Linked DNA regions of Mus musculus: region 2 is linked to region 1. A link is a contact called in public ChIA-PET data. All regions are on one chromosome and are shown on one strand. The core of a region is the stretch at or near the end of the contact, and the rest is flanking DNA. Distances in the headings are between cores, read along the strand shown.

What was found. ChIA-PET counts read pairs in DNA pulled down with a chosen protein or histone mark.
Region 2: an RNA polymerase II ChIA-PET map of memory CD8 T cells shows a contact between it and region 1, with 32 read pairs. The contact joins the promoter of Iqgap1 here to the promoter of Ngrn in region 1. A contact is called at or near these places in 5 of 39 promoter capture datasets (the C10 cell line, hippocampal neurons, liver and 1 more), 1 of 484 Hi-C or Micro-C datasets (Th1 cells), 2 of 115 datasets of contacts at active chromatin or transcription factors (astrocytes and memory CD8 T cells) and 1 of 9 other capture datasets (liver).

Annotation. Positions count from the first base shown.
Region 1 is chr7:80,259,936-80,262,635 of GRCm38.p6, reverse strand. Ngrn (neugrin, neurite outgrowth associated) reads right to left here and starts at 1,421. Exons shown (of 3, transcript NM_031375.4): 1 at 1,213-1,421; 2 at 705-815. The coding sequence starts at 1,376. It overlaps Ttll13 (tubulin tyrosine ligase-like family, member 13), which reads right to left. Exons shown (of 15, transcript NM_177765.3): 15 at 1,815-2,307. The coding sequence ends at 2,111.
Region 2 is chr7:80,801,930-80,804,629 of GRCm38.p6, reverse strand. It overlaps Iqgap1 (IQ motif containing GTPase activating protein 1), which reads left to right and starts at 1,299. Exons shown (of 38, transcript NM_016721.2): 1 at 1,299-1,489. The coding sequence starts at 1,435.

The DNA of each region.
Region 1 (2,700 bases), core at 172-2,671:
TAGACCAGGCTGGCCTCGAACTCAGAAATCTGCCTGCCTCTGCCTCCCAAGTGCTGGGACTAAAGGCATGCGCCACCATGTCCAGCTAACTCAGGACCTTTTGAATAGCAGTCAGTGCTCTTAGCCACTGAGCCACTGAGCCATCTTTCCAGCCCCCTTAAAGAAAATTCGTTTCAGACGCCTTTCAAGTAAGAGTAGTGACTCATACACAGTGTAATCCCTGAACTTGGGAGGCAGAGTCAGAATTGCCCCAAGAATTCCAGGCTAACCTGGTCTACAGAGCGGTCTTGTCAATAAATAAACAAATACATAAATAAAATAAAAATCCAGGAGCGTTGGTACATACTTTTAATCTCAATTACAAAACTCAGATGGCAGAGGCAGGAAGACAAGAGTTCAAAGCTATCCTTGTCTACAGTGTCCTGGAGGTCAGCTGGCTACATGAGGTTGCCTCAAAAGAAGAGCTTTCCAAACTTCAATCAACTGTCCATAATGTACCTACCAAGCTAGGTATGTCCTTAGGAGGTGATGACCTCAGTGGACCATAAGCAAGTCCCTGTGCTGATCCCAGCATCGCAAAACAAACAAAATTCTGGACAGGTTTAGGAAGTTCCTTATTATGACGCTTTCTATTTTAAAGGCAATAATACTAAATACTTAAAATCCCCCAAAAGGTAAATCCCATTTTGTAAGCAACGTCTCACCGGATCTGCTCCATGGCTTCCCACGTCAGTGTTCTGGGTGGTGCACCTGGAGCCTCCATTTGCCTTCGTATTTTCTGGAATCGCATTGCTTTTTTCTGACGTTTCAAAGCGCTGGGGGAAAGAACCAATGGCAAAAGCCGAGCTTGGAAGCAAGACTAGTGTTTCAAAAAGCATCCAACTAAATCTTGGAGAGCTCAGCCCTCTCGTCTGACCGCATGTCTGCCAGGTTAAAGCACTCTGGGTGCACTGCCCCCAGAAACCTAACACCTACAGCACCTGAACGTAAGCATGCCGAACTCTCTAACGGGTGATGAAACACGTCACTAAGCAACGGGACCTAGGGTGTCAAGGGAGCTGATCACTTGCCCCTGTGCCCTAGACAACGGATGAGAAGAAACTAGAGCCTGTGCAGACGCGGCTGCCGGACGCCCGGAGCTGGGGGGGGGCGCATGGAACGCCGGGGCGCGAAGCCTAACTCCAGGCTGAGGGCTCGCCACGAAGCAGGTACCTCTCCACCTCCTGGAGCTCCCGCTCCTCCGGCTCCCAGTCGGAATCGGGGTCCGGCTCGCAGCTGACAGAACCCGGGCCCGCCATGACCTGGGACGCGAACCCACAGCGAGCGAGAGAGGTGCGGACACGACCGCCCAAAAAGAGGCTCAGAGAGAGCGCCATTGCGACGCGAGGTGGTATCTACAGCTCGCGACCGGAAAGCACCGGAAGTGGGAGGGCGAACCCGGAAGCAGAAAGGAATAACCGGAAGTTAGACGGTATCCTACGCTTTTCGTTTCCTGGGTGGGCGGGGGCTGTCCTTGTATTGTCCAGTTACCCACCCTTTCCTGCTGATTTTGGTTTTGTGGTGCTGGGGAGCCAAGCTAGGGCCTTGTACATGCTAGGCAAGCTACTGCCACTGAGCTATCTCCCTAGCCATTAAAAAGGAAAAAATGTTTGAAACGGTCTAAATTGTCCTAGCCTTAAATTCATCATCTTGTCTCAACTTCCTAAGTAATTGGAACTACAGGCCTTAGTCACCAGGCTGGGCTGGGCGTCCCTGCTGTAACTATGAGAAGAGCTTGCCTCAGACGGGAGGATCGAAAGGAGGTACAGCACGCGCCTGGAAAACGACATAAACTTTAATAAAAAGACGGGTTCAGTTGCCCAGAGCCGCCCCTCTGGCACAGGCTGCCCAGGCCTGCCTGATTCTGCCACTGTGGCAGGAAGGGCGTACCCTCAGCAATCTTCTGATGGCGACTACACCGTAGTCGCTTTTGACTCCTCCGGGAAAGGAATTCCTTGTTGCCCAGTGACCTCCAGCCCCAAGCCATACCCAGGGTTCAGACCCATCGCTTAGGGATAAACTCAGCCTAAGGCTTGGTGAGCAGCGATGCATACAAGCTGGCCTTAGCTCTTCATCTTTTAGTCTTTACCGATCCCCAAAGAATCTTAGAATGTTGAAGAACTCTTGGTGTCTCCGTGTTTTTTGCCTTTTGCAAACAAAGGTCCTGGCCAGAGCTTTTCAATCTGGAACTTGTTGGCAGTCTTTCAATTAGCAAAGATTGAAGACCATTTGCTGTTTTGGTTGAGTGCTGGGCTTTCCTTCTTTTACCTGTGTTGGATGATGTTGAGGAGTGGGCTGGAATGCTGCAGTACTGGTGCAGAGGCAGGGCATAGGGGAAGATCCCCAGCCTTGCTTCCTCTGTGTTCAGAGTTTACCATGGAGGGCAAGGTGCAGCATTCAGTCCATGAGCCATTTTCCTGTCTTTTGGGCTGCAGAAGATAGCCCTGCCTTGGGGTTAGAGTGGGTGGCACTGATCCTGACAGGGCTCTGTTTATGGCTTCTAGCCTTCTGCTGGCTTGGCCTTCTGCAGTAGAGACATGGACCCCCACTAAGTTGTAGTACCCACAAAAGAGATGTTCTCACCTCTTTCCCATCTGTGCTCCAGTAACACACAAGACTGGCATCCCATGCTTCCCTCTAGCATCTCTACCACACTGGATC
Region 2 (2,700 bases), core at 50-2,549, 540 kb before region 1:
GGTTGTAAAGGTGCCCACCTGGCATGGGAAAGTACACAAACTGCACTGTGAAGGGAGTAACAGGAAAAATTACATCTATGACAAGAACTCGGAAGCTGGGTGTGGTGGCACATGCTTTTAGTTCTAGCAATCAGGAGGAAGAGACAGGTGGATCTTCAAGGGTAGCCTTGCCTATTTAGTGGGCTCCAGGACAGCCAGAACTACATAGTGAGACTTGTCCCCCTTCCCAAAGAACTCCGTACTTTGGAAAGAGCATGCTGGCAATCATGATGATCTGGTTGGCACAAGTGAGAATAGAGATTATGATGATCAAAAAAGTGTTATCACAGGTGGGGACAGAAACAAAACTAGATGCTTCAGAAATAGAGGTGAGTCGAGGAACCTGGGGTGTGTGTGTGACTGGTGATGGAACACTTCCAGAGAGTGGGGCAGGAACAGGATCAACGTTTGACAGGTTTTAGTGTCTGTGAGAGGTCCAAAAATGCACGTTAGATAGTTTGGAACTACTGAGGGGCTTCTAGATGGTCTGGATTGTAAGTAGAAGCCATCAACTGTTTATGGTGAGGGTAAGAGTCCTGAGAATGGGACTTTTACTTTATTATTATTATTATTATTATTATTATTATTATTATTATTAGAGCCAGTGATTCACTCCAATCCAGGCTGGTTCAGAATAGAATTCGGTTGAATACTGGCACTTTAAAAGATCACAAGGGTAAAGAGACGAGGCATCCTTATTAATAGGGTCAAGATAACCCCCCTAAGATCTTGCAGATTGTAAAGAGCTGATAAACAGCTCTTCCGCGTGAGCATCGTCATCCCCCAGTTTAAGAGATTGAGCAGTTCTATTCTTTAGCACTGTTGGGGAGAACAGAGGTCAGATTGACAGAATGTAGCAGAGAGTAGGAGTGGGAGTCTTTCCTGACAGTGGGTCCTACTTGCTTCCAATAATCACACTCTGGGCCACTTGCAACGGCTCCTTGAAGGAGCCGCGGTGCAGAGGGGGTTAACTCAGTTGTCAGGAGAAGGCAGGCGCCTAAAAACATTTGGATTTCAAGCTGTAGACATTGGCGGCCTTTTAGTCAGAGCCGCAGATAGGGCGACAGCGGAGGAGTGTCGGGACAACGGACCAAGCCGGCCTAGGGACTCGCTACAGCACCCCGCCTCCTCGCTTCCGCAAGTGGAGAGCGAAGAGGGCAGGGGCGGGTCCTGTAATACTGACCACGCCCCTTCCGCTCGCTCCGGGGAGCGCAGCTGGGCGTGGACTCAAGGGCGGGGTCTGCGGGGCGGGACCTGCAGGGTGGGGCCGATGGCGCGGGGCGGGGCTCTGAGGACAGCGACAGCCCGCGCACTGGGCAGGAGTTACTGCTGCTACGGTCGCCCGCGTCTTCAAGGTCTCTGCGCTTCCTCACCGGAGACCTGGACTCGGCCGCCATGTCCGCCGCGGAGGAGGTTGATGGCCTGGGTGTGGTCCGGCCGCACTATGGCTGTGAGTGCCGAGGGCTTGGGGGTGCGCGGGCGAGGGACCAAGCTCGGGTTTTCCCAGGGGCTCAGCCGGGCGGGTGCGCCGGGTGGCTTGGGACCGCACGGACCCGGAAGAGCAGCTGGCTGTATGGCTGGTAGCAAGGTTGGCGCCCGAGCCTTCTCGAGCTCCGGAGGCGGCGGGTAGAAACCTGGAGGCCTCTGCCTTCGCTAGGCGCTGCGGCAGGGGAGCCCCACCCAGCTCCTCCACCGGTTAGTTCTACTGAGATTGGGGAAGACGGCCTAGGGTGAGGTGGCAGGAGAACTGACTGTGCAGGGCGTGTCCTGGGCACTGGACCCAGGGGTTCTGCTCGGGCGTGGTGGGAAGGTGCTGCCCGGATTGCTGCCTGCGAGGGTGACCCAGGGCGCAGACCCGCGCAGCCTCAGGCTAGCTGCGAGGTGCAGTTTTAGGCAAGCAGCTTATGCTTTCTCCTGCTGGGTTCTTTCTTTAGCATTTCAAAAGTAAAATTAAAACATAAACACACCCAAACCGGCTCCCCCCACTTCCTCATTTTCTGTGACTATCCCTGCAACCTTAGTAAACTAACCAGCTGTACGTGGGATAGTAGTTACAAGAGGATCCCTTTGAGTCCCAGGTTTAGATTTTATGTTTTGGGAAAAGTACTTTCTTAAAGGATACTTTAACACATCCAGTTATGCATTGGATAGTGTTATAATGTGTGCTACGTTTGTGAAATTAGGGATGAAAAAGATCAAACAGTGCCTTCAAAACCTGTCCGAGAAAGAGACAGGTGTACAGAGATTGATAATTAGATGAGGGGTTGGGAATTTAGCCCAGTGGTAGAGTGCTTGCTTAGCAAGTGCAAGTCCTCAGCTCCAAGAAAAAAACCAATAAGGTGCAATAAAGATAAACGATGCATGAACTAACTCTAACTGGGTATAAAGAGTAATGGGGGTGAAGAGAAGGGACTTAACAAGGCCATGGGAAGGTAGGTGCTGACTTTTAAACAGAGGCTTGGAGGATGCAGTGTGGGGCAGGGTGAGCAAGACATGACTTTGAGAGGGCAGACACAAACTAAATATGGTATTGGAGAACATAGGGTTACTGTACGTGGAAAACCGAGGGCATCGAAGTGCAGAGGTGGAATTGAAAGGGAGAGGAGAAAAGTAAAAAGGATTTCCCGAAGTAGCCCAGGCTAGAGTGAGAATAGCTCTGAT